4 separate regions of the Sus scrofa genome follow, and all the other regions are linked to region 3. The links are chromatin contacts, called in public HiChIP or PLAC-seq and promoter capture Hi-C maps. All regions are on one chromosome and are shown on one strand. Each heading gives the region's core, a stretch centred on a gene start, on an enhancer-like site or on the middle of the called end of the contact. The rest is flanking DNA. Distances are from core to core; before and after follow the strand shown.

Evidence for each region. Promoter capture Hi-C pulls out the DNA fragments that hold promoters and counts their contacts. HiChIP or PLAC-seq counts read pairs in DNA pulled down with a chosen protein or histone mark.
Region 1: a contact with region 3 is called in an H3K27ac HiChIP or PLAC-seq map of alveolar macrophages. The contact joins the promoter of SMKR1 here to the promoter of UBE2H in region 3. A contact is called at or near these places in 1 of 5 promoter capture datasets (fetal liver) and 1 of 2 datasets of contacts at active chromatin or transcription factors (alveolar macrophages).
Region 2: an H3K27ac HiChIP or PLAC-seq map of alveolar macrophages shows a contact between it and region 3. The contact joins the promoter of STRIP2 here to the promoter of UBE2H in region 3. A contact is called at or near these places in 1 of 5 promoter capture datasets (fetal liver) and 1 of 2 datasets of contacts at active chromatin or transcription factors (alveolar macrophages).
Region 4: a promoter capture Hi-C map of fetal liver shows a contact between it and region 3, with 2.9 times the contacts expected there. The contact joins the promoter of NRF1 here to the promoter of UBE2H in region 3. A contact is called at or near these places in 1 of 5 promoter capture datasets (fetal liver), 1 of 47 Hi-C or Micro-C datasets (embryonic fibroblasts) and 2 of 2 datasets of contacts at active chromatin or transcription factors (alveolar macrophages and skeletal muscle).

Annotation. Positions count from the first base shown.
Region 1 is chr18:19,198,316-19,201,840 of Sscrofa11.1, reverse strand. It overlaps SMKR1 (small lysine-rich protein 1), which reads left to right and starts at 1,811. Exons shown (of 3, transcript XM_003484024.3): 1 at 1,811-1,998; 2 at 2,058-2,424. The coding sequence starts at 1,811.
Region 2 is chr18:19,253,827-19,257,082 of Sscrofa11.1, reverse strand. STRIP2 (striatin-interacting protein 2) reads left to right here and starts at 1,412. Exons shown (of 21, transcript XM_003134694.6): 1 at 1,412-1,614. The coding sequence starts at 1,480.
Region 3 is chr18:18,817,930-18,821,202 of Sscrofa11.1, reverse strand. UBE2H (ubiquitin-conjugating enzyme E2 H) reads right to left here and starts at 1,591. Exons shown (of 5, transcript XM_021078796.1): 1 at 1,063-1,591. The coding sequence starts at 1,115.
Region 4 is chr18:19,140,638-19,143,996 of Sscrofa11.1, reverse strand. NRF1 (nuclear respiratory factor 1) reads left to right here and starts at 1,319. Exons shown (of 11, transcript XM_021078993.1): 1 at 1,319-1,454.

The DNA of each region.
Region 1 (3,525 bases), core at 562-3,061, 380 kb before region 3:
AGAGAGTGAGCATCTCACCTATCAGGATCCAGGTTACCAAGCACATCCCAGCAAAGGGGCTATATTTCCTTCGAGGTCACCCATGTGAGGTGGCACCTTTGGGAAGGGAAGATACCTGGGAAGTGGAGTGTCCCTATTCCCTGGGGAAACACAATATTCAAAAGCAAACTAAAACAGCAATCACAGAAAAAAAAGGGAAAAGTTTCATAATTTAATACCTTTGGTGGCATTTTCCCCTGTTTCCCCATGTTTTCATTTTGCACTGAGCCATGCAAATTATGTAGCCAGTCCTGCACTGGTGTTACCACCACCACAGCAGGATGCAGAGAACATTTTTATCACTCCCAAATTATTCTCTTAAGCCTTTGCGGAGTCAATCTCATACATACACACACTCCATGTCACCCCCAGGCACAGATCTACTTTTAAGACAGCTAAATTAGGGCCAGGGATCAAAACCACACCACAGCAGCAGCCCAAGCCACAGCAGTGACAATGCTGGATCCTTAACCTGATGAGCCATCAGGGAACTCCAGGACAGCTCAATTTTAAAACACAGCAGTAAGGTTCTGAACCTCCAATTTGAAACTCAGGAAAAGCAGGGCTGGAACAGGTTTGGGAGTGAGCCTAATAGGGGTTAACCTGAGAGAATTGTGAAGATCCAAAGAGGTGTATACAGGGAGTGTGAGCCACCCCCACCCAGGGATTAAGAGAGGGGCCAACAGAGGAGAGAGCACAGGAAGAGGGCAGGGGACTTTGCCGCAAGTGTGGTTCTAATAAATAAAAAAATAAGCCAGCAGCCCTCACATCAATTTAATACATCCAATGTATTACATCCTGTTAACATCTATCATTTTAAATGTACACCATGTCCCCCATTCTACAACCCTCTCCCCCCAAAAAAGAACTTTGCTGAATTTCCAGGGCCTAGAACTAACAGACACAAGATAGATGCCTAATAACTTGAATAAAAAGGGAAGAGCCAGGAGTTCCCGTCGTGGCCCAGTGGTTAACGAATCTGAATAGGAACCATGAGGTTGCAGGTTCAATCCCTGGCCTTGCTCAGTGGGTTAAGGATCTGGCATTGCCATGAGCTGTGGTGTAGGTCACAGACGCGGCTCGGATCTGGCATTGCTGTGGCTCTGGCATAGTCCAGCGGCTACAGCTCCGATTGGACCCCTAGCCTGGGAACCTCTATATGCCGCAGGAGCGACCCTAGAAAAGGCAAAAAGACAAAAAAAAAAAAAAAGTCGTAAAAACGAATGAGAGTCCTTGCTCCCAAACTGTATTCTTCTTCATTCTTGAGTCAGGATGAACTCAGGGTTGGAAGCAGAATTGCATCTACCATGTCCTTTCTTGCCTAATCTCACTCTAGGTTTTGTTTTTCAGGCCCTTTTTACGAATGTTTGTATCATTACAGGCTCATTTATTTATTTATTTGTCTTTTTGCTATTTCTTGGGCCGCTCCTGCGGCATATGGAGATTCCCAGGCTAGGGGTCTATTCAGAGCCGTAGCCACCAGCCTACACCAGAGCCACAGCAACGCGGGATCCGAGCCGCGTCTGCAACCTGCACCACAGCTCACGGCAACGCCGAATCGTTAACCCACTGAGCAAGGGCAGGGACCGAACCCGCAACCTCATGGTTCCTAGTCGGATTCGTTAACCACTGCGCCACGATGGGAACTCCTTTTATTTTTATTTTTATTTATTTATTTATTTTTTTTTTTTTACAGGCTCTTTTACAAACATTTCCCCATGTTATTTTCACTTCGACTCTCAGAGGTTTTATCTCCTTTTCCAAAAAGGTCATGGAGTCTTCCGTAACTTTTCCAAGGCCAGCCAGTGAGGGGCCGAGCTCATACTCTGAGCCGAATCCTCCTATTCTAAGGCCAGCCTCATTCACCCGGGGCACCATCCGGACCTCGCCTTCGCCCACTTGTTCGCCCAAAGCCAGCGGGGTTCTGGGCACTAGCAGCCTGGGTCGCCGTCGCGCGAGGTGAAATGACCCAGCCAGCGCGGCGCGACCAGAAGGGAACTGAGCCCGCTCTCAGGAAGGCGGGCGCAGGCTCGCGGGGCAGGCTGGGAGCCAGGCCCCGGTGTCCTGGCAACACGTAAACACCGCGCGGCCCCGCCCCCGCGGCGCGCACCGCCCAGAGCTTGTGAGCCCGCCCTCCCGCGACCGCCCGCCGGGAGCCCCAGGCCCCGAGGCGACGAAGCACTGAGTCGCGCAGCCCGCTGCCTCTCTGTGGCGGGGGTCCCAGCCCCGCGTGGCGGCCGCTGGGTGGCTGGCTGCCCCCTCACCGCGTTGGGCTCCCGCGAGCGCCTAGACCTCCTCGGGCGGAAGGGTGAGAGCGGACTCGAGAAACGTGGCGAAGCCCCGGGCCCACGGCGGTTCGCTGGAGAGCGCGGTGGTGGCAGCCCGGTGAGCGGCAGGAATGGGCGCGGGGGCACAGCCCCCAGGCCTTGCGGAGAACTGGGGTCTCTCTCTCTATTTCAGGATTGGGAACCCATGCCACACTCACCTGCTCAACTGAGAAAGCATTACCATGGTAATTAATACACGTCTTATTTAAGCATCAGAGGTTCTGAGGCTCTTGTTAAATTAGTTTAATACCGTCTGTCTGGTAGAGGCACGCTTTACTAAGACTTGTTGCCCGTGCCACGAGATCAGCGCCTTCATCTCCTTGTGTTGAGTGGTGCCCAACCCGTGAAATGAACACTTTGGATAAAAATGAGGGGGAGAGGGTTTTCCTGGGTGGTCTGCGCCCGCCGCGGAAGAGCTCAGCAACCGCTGAATCAGGCTGAAAGGTTTTTTTGTGAGTTGGTTGGTTGAAGTCCCTCGGTTCTCTTGAGCAACTTTCACACCCAGAAAATGCCGGAACACCAGTTAACGCCAACAGCAGCTGGCCAGGAACTTAGCTTCTGCTGCCGCCAGCCTTCTGTCACTTGTGGGATTCTTCTCTGTGGATTAAGGAAATAGACAATGAGCCCTGGTGCTGCGGGGAGTGCCCGCTCTAGACAATGATTATCCTTTCCAACCCCAGTTTGAGGAAGGGCTTTGGAGGAGAGCTTTTGTGCAGGGAGTTCTTGCACTTTATGTCCAGGAAAGCCTGCAACATTCTTACTTCTGTCTAAGCTCTAAGTCGTTGGCTCACAGACCCCCATCTTAAACCAAACCACACTGAAACGCCAAACCTCCGTTTCCAAATTCCCTCTGGATCTTTTTACCAGAGAGCCTTTTCAAACTGTGTTCAAATCCAGCTCATTCATTCTGCTGGCGGCAAATGCGAAAGCATTCCTGTGCCCCAGTCCTTGCGACCTGCCTCTCTCACTGCCACTGTTGGTCATGGCCTCCTTACTACCACTTGCCTGGATTCTGGCAGTAGCCTGCTATCGCTAGCCAAGGCCTGTCCATCTCTTTCGTCCTCCTTCTCTGCCAATTCTGTTATCCCAGAATGGCTGTGACCTTGTAGCGCGCCCACCTTAGGGCCTTGTGGAACTAGACCCTGCTCTGCTTGAGCAT
Region 2 (3,256 bases), core at 163-2,662, 440 kb before region 3:
AGTTCAGTGGGTTAAGGATCAGGCATTCTGTGCCTGTGGCGTAGGCTGGCAGCTGCAGTTCCAATTCGACACCTAGCCTGGTGCCGCCTTAAAAAGAAAAAAGAAAGAAAGAAAGTCTTTCTGGAGGAGGAGATGATGACTAAATGGACTAAATAGAATCTTTAGGGAAGAATAGAAGTTAACTCAGAGCAGAGTTTCCTCCACTAAAAAATACACTGACACCAGATAGTATCCTTGGGAACTGCGAGGAGTAATTAATCTCTGAGAGTCCTGGTTTCCTTATCAGTAATATTGGATCAGTGAAGACAACCTATCAGATATGATATATCTGGAAAGTGTCCAGTGCACAGTGTGGCAGTTCAACAGTCTCCCCAATTCCACCCATTCCCATCTGGCTGCTTGTTTGGAGCTTTTATTACGATCACAGACTGCCTACATATTTACCATGTTTACTATAAGTTGCTTTTTTTTTTTTTTTTTGGCTGTGCCAGCGGCATGTGGAAGTTCCCCCGCCAGGGATCGGACCTGGCCACAAGAGTGTCAATGTTGGATCTTTAACCGCTAGGCCACCAGGGAATTCCTGTAAACTGCTTTTCATGTAAATATCAGAGTTGGCAAACCACACAGCCTCATTTGCCACAGGAAATACTGAGCCCCTAGCAGGGATCTTAGAATGAAGGAAAGGACTGAGGAGAAAGGGGCGGGGGGGCTTGCTCTCCAATCAACATTTACTCCCTAGCTCACTCCATGAGAAAGGTATCCTCGTTCAGAGCAGAGAAAGCAGTTTGGCCAGGAGTAGCCCAGATGGGAACCAGCAATTTCAGTGAAAAAAAAAACGTCCCACTGCATCCCTCAACTCCAAGTCTTCCAGCCATGCCCTCTCTTCTAACTGGAGAGTGGGATGAGTTCTCCTCAGATATCTCAGCTTCCTAAGAGGGAGAGTCCCTAGTTTCTTGCAGTGTTTGGCCACCCGGAGGTGCCATCCCTTCCCTTCGATTGAAGCGGGATTTGGGACGTATTCCGGAGCCGGGATTTCGGGGCAGAGGTCTGCGGCTGGGGAAACCGAGACTGCAGTGAAGCTGGAGGCGGAGACTAGAGCTCCTCGAAAAGGTCGCTATTTAGGAGCGGGTGAGTGCTGAGGAACACCGAGTGAGAACGGAGTTAACCAGCTAAGGCTCAAGGCCCGGAAGGTGGAGGTGGAGCCGAGAGCCGACCCAGGAGTGTCAAACTCCCACACCAGCAATGCTGCAGGACTGGGCAAAAAGGGGGGGAACAAATCCCTTGAATGAGCCCCCACCTCCTCCAAGTCGCGCACGGAGCGGTGTAACAGCCAATCAAACTGAGGGGCGGGGCTGCGAAGAGGGGCCTCAACCAATAGCTGTGGAGGGGGCGGGACCTGGCTCCCGGCGCGCGGCGGCTGCGGGGTCGCCCCGGGCAGAGAGCGGCCAGCGGCTGAGGGGAGCCGCTGACAAGAGCTGCATGGAGGACCCTGCGGCGCCCGGGGCCGGGAGCCCGCCGGCCAACGGCAACGGCGTTGGCAACGGCAGCGGCAAAGGGAAGCCGGTGGCGCCTAAGGGCCGGGAGGCGTTCAGAAGCCAGCGGCGGGAGTCAGAGGTGAGAGCCCGGAGAGCTTCGGTTGGGGCCGGGAGACTGCCGGTGCGGGAAGCGGCGGCTGAGGTGCTTCGGCCCCGGCCTCCTCCCCTGCGCGCCCCCCCGCTGCCCCTCCCAGGGGGCCCCTGCCGAGTCCTCCGCCGCCTGGACTCCGGTCTCTGCAGTCCTGACCCCTCTCCGCCCGCCTCCTACGCGGGTCTGGGGCTTTCTAGCCCTCTGGCCTCCCCTCTGGGGGCCCGAAGACATAGCGCGATCTCCAGCGTCCCAGATACTTTCAAATATTTACCTACTTAATCGCTGCAGCCCCCTGAAGCGGCAATTCGTATCGCGATTTTCGGAGGAGGGAACGGGCGCGGAAAGGTGAAGTGACTGGCCGGAGCGGTGCGAGGCCCGAGCTCTCCGCAGCAGTGAAGAGGGACCAGCGTGCGGGCAGCCGCCCTCCCACCCCTAGGTTCCCCGAGCTGATCCTTCCCCTTCCCTCCACCCCCCACCTTGGACTGGCTTTTCACCAACTTCAGGACCCCTCCCCATAGGGGTTCAGGATACACGAGTCAGGTGGGGAGTGCTGGAGCGAGTGGAGGACCAGCCAGGATACAAACCCACAGATAAGAATGTGAATAGTCCCTCTTCTTAAAAGAAATCCTAATTAGGAGGATTTAGCATCACTCCCTCCACCCCCTCATCCAGCCAGTTTCCATCAACTAGGCAAGAGTAGAATTAGATCTGAGCATGGGATCAGGAGAATAGACCACAAAAAGATCTGTAGACATCATCTGGGTTAGCCCTTTCTTTTCCAGAAGTGAGAGACAGAAGTAACTTGTCGAAGATCATACATCTGGCATAGTGGCCAGGATTATCAGGCTTTGGGTTCAGTCAGACCAGGTTTTGAGGTTTTGAATCCCAGCCCTGTCATTTATTGTCTGTGTGACTTTTGGCCAAGTTACAAACCTCTCTGTGCTCCAGTTTCTTCATCTCTGCAATGAGGTTAACGTTATCTACCTCAGAAAGTTATGATAAACTCAAAAAGAGATAATTAAATGTGAAATATTTTAGTCAGTGCGGGCACAGTGTATGTAGTTGGTTAGTACATAGTAGCTCTTGGTTCTGTAGTTTCATCATCAAGGGACAGAGCTGGGACTAGAAGCCAGGTCTTAGGCATCCCAGTCTGTGGTTTACCATTTGAAAGGTATTTCAGTTCCAAAGGGATTTCATGTATGCTCTCCATTTTGATACAGACAAGTAGAAATCATCCCATTAAAAAAAAAAAAAAAAAAAAAAAAGAGAGAGAGAGAGAGAAATGAAGGATGCGAAAAGACTGGCCCAAAGTCATACCACCTTTCAGAGGTAGAGCTCAGCCCTCTTGTCATGCTAGATCACATCACCTCCCCATGCTTTACTTCCAATCTGGCTTTTTAGGATACCCTGTGCCTCCTTCCCCAAAGAGACATTGATCTTGCTCAAATTATTTCTTTTTTGAGGGGGGAGTGAGTCTTTTATTAATTCAACAATTATCGAGTCCTTTCTATAGGCCCAGCACTGTTTTAGGTGCTAGGGATACAGCAGTAAACCAGAAAAGGTCTTTGCCCCATGGCACTAACATCTAGTGGGGTTGGAGAGACAATGTGGGAGTGAATGAAATAATTTT
Region 3 (3,273 bases), core at 342-2,841:
CTCTCTCCCCCCACCCTCTAAATTACCCCTCAAAAAAATGTCTCGATTTGTCCCAAGAACCTTCGCGAATTTCTCTAGCTGGTCATGAAATAATCAGTCTGGACTCCAACCAAAACCACTGCCTGAAGGACTCTTATCAGTTAGAGCTGTCCCACTGCTACCTTCAGAGTACACAAAGTTGGGGGGGGGGTCGGAAAATAAAGGGTGTCATTTGGCAAGATCAGGATAATTATTCCCCAAGAACCTTATTCTCAAACAGGGAGTTTGCTTAAATGGCTAGCACAGGGGCTATTTAGTCAGGGAGATCCTCTTTCTCTCTCCCTCCCCACAGCTGTCATAGCCACAATATGGAGGGTGGCTGGCTGGAGGGCCTGGGGGTCCTCACCAAATACAACTATGGGTGGGATAGGCATTGTCGGTGGGGTTCTTCCAGGGACAAGGAAGCTTAACAGGGGTCTCGGATTGAAAACACTCAGAGCTCTTTATTACAAGAGGGGGCACTGAGTAGAATACTCTCTTCCTAATATAGAAAGGAATTAGGGATAAAGGAGGTCACTTGAGTTACCCCAGTTCAAGAAGCATTGTGAGTGGAGGGAATGGAGGCATCTCAAGAACAGGAGAAAGGCTTCACTCTCGGGAATTTCTATATCGAGTCCCTAAATCCAGAGCGAGCAGAGAGGAAAAAGAACGTGGGCTCTGTAGTGGAGAGAGGTGGCTGGTCCTGCAAAAAAAAAAAAAAAAGAAAAGAAAGAAAAAAAAAAAAAAGCCGTTTTGGGAGTCCAAACGTCGTGGAGAAAAGTCACGGGCACTGGGGGTGCAGAAAGAGCGTGGAACAACGCACATTTCGGGGTGCTGCAGATAAAGGGGGAGCCGAGAAGGCTCTCAGCTCCTGGGAGGTGCCAAGGAGCCTCCGTAGGCACTGGGGGGAGGGAGACGAAAGAAGGAGCCTCGGACAGTGGCCTGGAGTGCCCCTGGGCCCCTGTTTAGGTTTCAAGGGGGTGCCGTGGGCATCCCCATACTGCCCCCCACATACAGCCCGAATCCCCCCTCCTCGAAGGATACAGCTTGACCACGTCTGTGTCCATCCGCCTCTTGCCCGGACTAGGGGATGACATGGTGTCGCCGCTGCCTCCCCGTCGCCTGCGCCGCCGCCGCCTCTCTCCTTTCCTCGGCCCGTCTGTCACGGGCCCTGGGCCCCGGCTCTGAGGAGCCCGCGGTCGCGCCGGCTCCTCGGTGGAGGTGGCAACACCCCCGCGGTCTTGTCCGGTCCCGTCAGCCGCCGCCGCCGCCGCCGCCCCCCGCACGGGGGAACACCGGGCACTGTCCGGCCGAGTGGGGGTGGGGACCCCGCGGCGCCCGGCTCAGGCTGCCCCTCTCCGGCTGTGGGTTCCGCCTCGGCCCAGCCCCGGCGCGCCTCTGTGCCGCGCGACTCTCCCTCCTTCCTGCTCTAGCTCGCTCGCCTGCTTGCCTGCTCGCCCGCTCACCCTCTCGCCGGCTCCCTAGCAGCCTCCACGACAAGCGGACGATTCCTGCTCAGTCGGCCTCTCTACCCCAGCCTCGCTCTGGGCGCCGTGACGTCACCTCTGTGACGTCATCGGAGGGGGCGGGTCCGGCTGGCAAAAGGGGTGGGGTGCCGCCGCCGCCGCGGCGTGAACTTTTCTCGAGGGATTCTGGGAGATGTAGTTCCACTTTCTCCTGACCGCCCAGCTCTCCGCCCCCTCCCCCAACTCCCCCACACACTTAATCGCTCAACTGCCAGTGTCGTTATCATCATCATAAACGATAATGGTTAAATAATGGCACTATTATTACATCCATGTATTTTAGGGTAATGACCCTCCTTCCCACGTACACTGTTAAAAATTCTGTTTATTTGATTTGAGGAAGCCAAGGTGGCAATTAACCCAGTCACCAAAATCTGGAAATTCCTACACAAGCATTTCCCTGCACTCTGCTCCCTCCTTGGAGGGAGAGAATTTGTTTGCATGGATTGTAGACTAGAGCAAGGCATCTCTGAGCTTGCAAATCAGAGTTTGCTATGCTCCTGTGTATAGGGTCACCTTTTCAAGGATTAGAGTTGAGGCGGCCAGGCCACAAGGCCAGAAATAATTTAGTACTAACATCCTTATTCTATTCAGTATGAGGTGATTTCACAAAATGAATGACTGATAGAAGCAGAAATACCCCAAACATGCTCTTCTTCAGGCAAATTGTTCTGCCCTCCAAACTCCTATATCAACCCCATATACTTCATCATTCAGTAAGTATTTATTGAGCACCTATTGTAGTCATCACCCTGCTGGACATGAGGATATGGTGAACTAAGAAATACTTTAAATTTACACGGCACTCCCAATACGGTCTAGATTTAGAGTGTCAGCATCACCTGGGAACTTGTTAGAAATGCAGGCTAGGGCTCCACCACAGACCTACTGAATTAGAATTCGCAATTTAACAAGGTCCCCAGGTGATTCCTTTGTGTAGTAAAGTTTGAGATACACCGCTCTACAAAGCTCTCCAAAAGAAGTGACGCGGAACCCAGAAGTCAACCCGCCAAAGGAGGCAGGAAAAAGTGTTCTAGGCAGCTCTTGTATTTATATCCCATTTTCACTGCCACCTGTTTTCAAAATTTTTATCTATTCCCTTGTTCCCATGAATACATTTGAATTTTGTCAAACCATGTGCTGTGAGTTGGGTCCCCTTATGTAACAGCTATACACACACACACACAAACCTGGAGCCAAACTTGGCTCCCCACTCTCCTTCACCTGAGTATCTCCCACTCTTGTGATTCCCAAGCTTTGGTGTACTTCTGAATCACCTGGGGAGCTTGTTAAGCTCACAAATGTCCAGGCCCCACCCTGGGAATTCTGATTCAGAGGGTCGAGGGTGGGGCTTGGATGTCTAAGTCTTTAACAAGCTCCCCAGATGATTCTGATGCAGGCCAAAGTTTGAGAACCACTCCTGATAGATTCCACCATAGGCCTCAGCACTTGCCAAACACCTGCCTGACCCCTCTAGGTGGGTCCTGCACTTCCATAACCTCCTCTGCAAATAAGGAGGTTTCTTCCCCACCTGAGAGCAAGGTGGTAAGCTCAGAGAACCCACAGATATTTTTTCCAGAACAGAAAAAACTGATCAGGGATGGGATACTTGAGTAAAAAGGGCATAGAGGGATCTAGAAATTTTCCCTGCTGCTTTAATTCTCACAGATGTTATGCTGCCGTGATCTAAGCACTAAGCAAAAATTATTAGCGAAGTATTTATTTAGAG
Region 4 (3,359 bases), core at 70-2,569, 320 kb before region 3:
CAATTAGACCCCTAGCCTGGGAACCTCCATATGCTGCGGGAGCAGCCCTAGAAAAGGCAAAAAGACAAAAAGACAAAAAAAAAAAAAAAAAAAAAAAAAAAAATCTAACCAGATAAGGCACTTGAGAGAGGAAGGAGTGATGGATCATTTGTAGGTTGCTGGCTTGAGCACTTAGGTGGTAAGTGGGGATACTCAGTCACTTTCTTAGAAACACTGCATAAAAAGACGTGTTTTTAGTTATGTTGACTTTTGAGGTAAATGGAATATTGTTGAAAACTAAGGTGTCCTGGTCTTGTTAAACTGTTTTTTGACATCCTTTGAGATATTTCGTAATTCCCTAAAGCACCGGTTCTTAAATTATGGTATGCATGGCAATCACCGGGAGAATACTGTGTATTTGGGGATGGGGTGGGGTGAGAGGGGGAGTGTTAAAAATGTGGGTTCCTGGGCTAAGAAACCAGGATTTTGGAGACACCCTTTGGAGCCCAATATTTAAATCAGCCTGAGTGACTCTGATGCAGGTGATCTCCGCACAATTTAAAAAACAATGTTGTGATGATCATTGTACAACTATAAATGTAATAAAATTCATTGAGTAATTAAAAAAAAAAAACTAACAAAAACTACCTCTCCCGAGTCTCTAACATTAGTTTTTCTACTACTCTACACCCCTCCCTACTTCTCAGGCATGGGGGTTCCTATTGCCTCTGGCTTCCTCCACTTATCATATAAGCTCTGAGTTCGTCTTCCTAAGAGGCGTACCTCCAGCGCGCCCAGAACAATATGCGGCACAGAAAGGGCCCTCTGGAAATATTCACCGGCCGAATGAATGAGCGAAAACAATGTATTGCTTTGCACAAAAACTTTTGCTTTTAAATACCTAGGCAGGGTTTGAAAGAGGGAGGCAAAGGTCATTCCAAAGAGAGGGTGAGGATGCGAATGGCAAGGCAGCGCCGACAAAAAGGCGGGGAAGCCCCCTCTCCGGTTGTCTAGGAACCCTCTGGAGGTCCTAATTCCCGGGGGTGGGGGGGCGAGAAATGTGACTATTTCCAGATTAGCAACCATCTTGGGCCGCCCGCGTTATTTCTCCGGGGCGTCCACAGAAGAATAACGCAGCCCCTTCCGTGATTCCAACCCCATCCAAGCCTCGGAAGGGCAAAGTGAACAGGCGGAGGCCACAGGGGGCGACGGGGGCCGGAGCCCGAACCCCTCCGGGAAGCCCCGCCAAGGCAGCGCCGACCTCCCCATCATGGCGGCTGCCGGGCGGGGAAGCCTAGCCCGTGCGTCGCGTGCGTGCCTCCTCTCCCTCCCCTCCCCTCCTCGGCGGCGGCGGCGGCGGCGGCGGCGGCTTAGGCGGCAGCGCTCGCCATTGCCGCTGGTGGCAGGAGGCTGCGAGGAGCCGGCGCGGTCGCAGTCTCCACGGCGCAGGCCCACGGTAGCGCAGCCGCTCTGAGGTGAGTGCCCTACCGCGCAATCTCCAGCTATTTCAGCCCCGGCGCAGCCGCAACACGCCGCCCGCCCGCCGGCCGGCCGGCCCGCCCCGCAGCCGGCACCCTGCCGCCCCCGGCTCCAGGCCTGGGCCCCCGCCGGATTCGGCCCGCCTCGGGCGGGGGGCCCCGGCCCGGCCCAGTCAAACCGCCACCCCGAGGATGCGCAGGCCGCACTAGGCCCCAGGCGTCCTGGCGGGCTCGGGAGGGAGGCGCTGCCCTCCCGAGAGCCCCAGGGTTCCGGCCTCCCCCGCCGCCTGAGGCTCTCGGGGCCGCGGCCTCCTGTCCGCCGTGGAACCTGGGGCCCGGGCTCGGCCTTCCCGCGGGTTCGGGAGCGAGAGGCCCGGGAGCGCGCCGGCCTGGGAGCGGGAGGTGGGCGGGCTGCGCGGGACCGGAGCCGCAGCTCCCAGCTCGCCTCTTCTGCCCTTCTCGGGTCTGGTCCGCGGGCGGCGCGGCGGGTTGGGCCGGGGCGCGGGAGTCGCTGTCTCCTGCGGGAGAGGAGGTTGGCTCTTTGGGCGACCTCCGAAGCTTCTCCCTCCGGGGTGGCGTGGGCTCGTTACCCAGGTAGACTGGGGGACGCTGGAATATGGCGCGTTGCCCACCTTCTTGCAAGTTAGGAGGCGGCAGCGGCGGCTGTTCCAGAAGGAGGGCGCAAAATCCTTTTGTACGCAGAAATAAGGAGCGACATTGTGTTTTCTTCTCCAGCTGAGATGCTGCCGGTGGAGGGGCCTCTGTTCTTTTTAGGCTTAGGGTGGTGGTCCCCTGGGTGAGGGACAAGGGGGAGTGGCGCGACCCCGGAAAGGTACCGGACCTTTGCCACTGGAAAGGCAGGGGCTCTAGAAGTCCTTGTGCATGGGTATTATCCCACATCCCCAGTCTTTCAGGGGAACTCAAGGGTTTGCCCTTGCATGTTACCCGCTTAACTGGGCAATGATGTCCACCGCCTCTCTCACCTGTTGTGTCGTTGCTTCTGGTCACAAAGTTTCCACAGTGCATCTGACTGTGCCCATCAAAACTTGAGGTTGTTTAAAAATCTTAATTTTTTTTAGGGCTTCAAATGATATCTGGCCAAGCCATTTGGAGGAGCTGTTGCCTGGTCTCCTTTCTTAAGCATTAGATTAGAATATATTAATTGCTTACTTGAGAGCTGGTGTTGGTCGTGTTTAATTCTTTCAGAGCAAAATTCGCATTTTCCCAAGTGTGTAGAAACAATGTATTGGGAAATTCTTAAGATAAAAGGTGAGCGAGCCTGTCAACTCGGACAGTGCTGCAGGAGAGTGGGCATGCTCATCTTGTACCTTTTGTCCCAGGGAGGGCATCATAGGAGGGGTCACAGCTCACAGTGATCTTTTCCCCATTTTGTCTCCATCCAGCTTTTAAAAAATTCCTTTTCCTTTGGCCTTAAACAGTAAGTTATTGGGTTGTTCCTCACTCCAGGAGGGGGGGTGGGAAGGGAGGCGGCTTAGAAATGCTGGGTTCTTTTTCTTTTTTTTTCTTCCCTTAATTGGGTAGTAGTAGCCTGACTCCCTAAGATTGTATTTGAAAGTTCTTGATGTGTCATCCCATAGGTGGTGAAAATATGGCTAGTTCTGTCTGTGCGTCTGAGTGTAATTTCCTTATTCTATGAGTGCAAAAACAAACATAACAATTACCATATGTAATGTAGAATACTTATTTTTAACTTGGGTCTAAAATTGTGCAGAAATTTTTGCTTAGGAGTCAGTGCTCATATTTTCATTTGAGGGATGGCGGGAAGGGTTTCTTATTCCCAAGCCAGGAGTTTTCATGGAAATAGTTTTCTTGCCAGGTTTTAAGGAAATTAAGTTCTGAATTTAAGGAAGTAACTATAGGAGTAGGATATAATGAGGACCC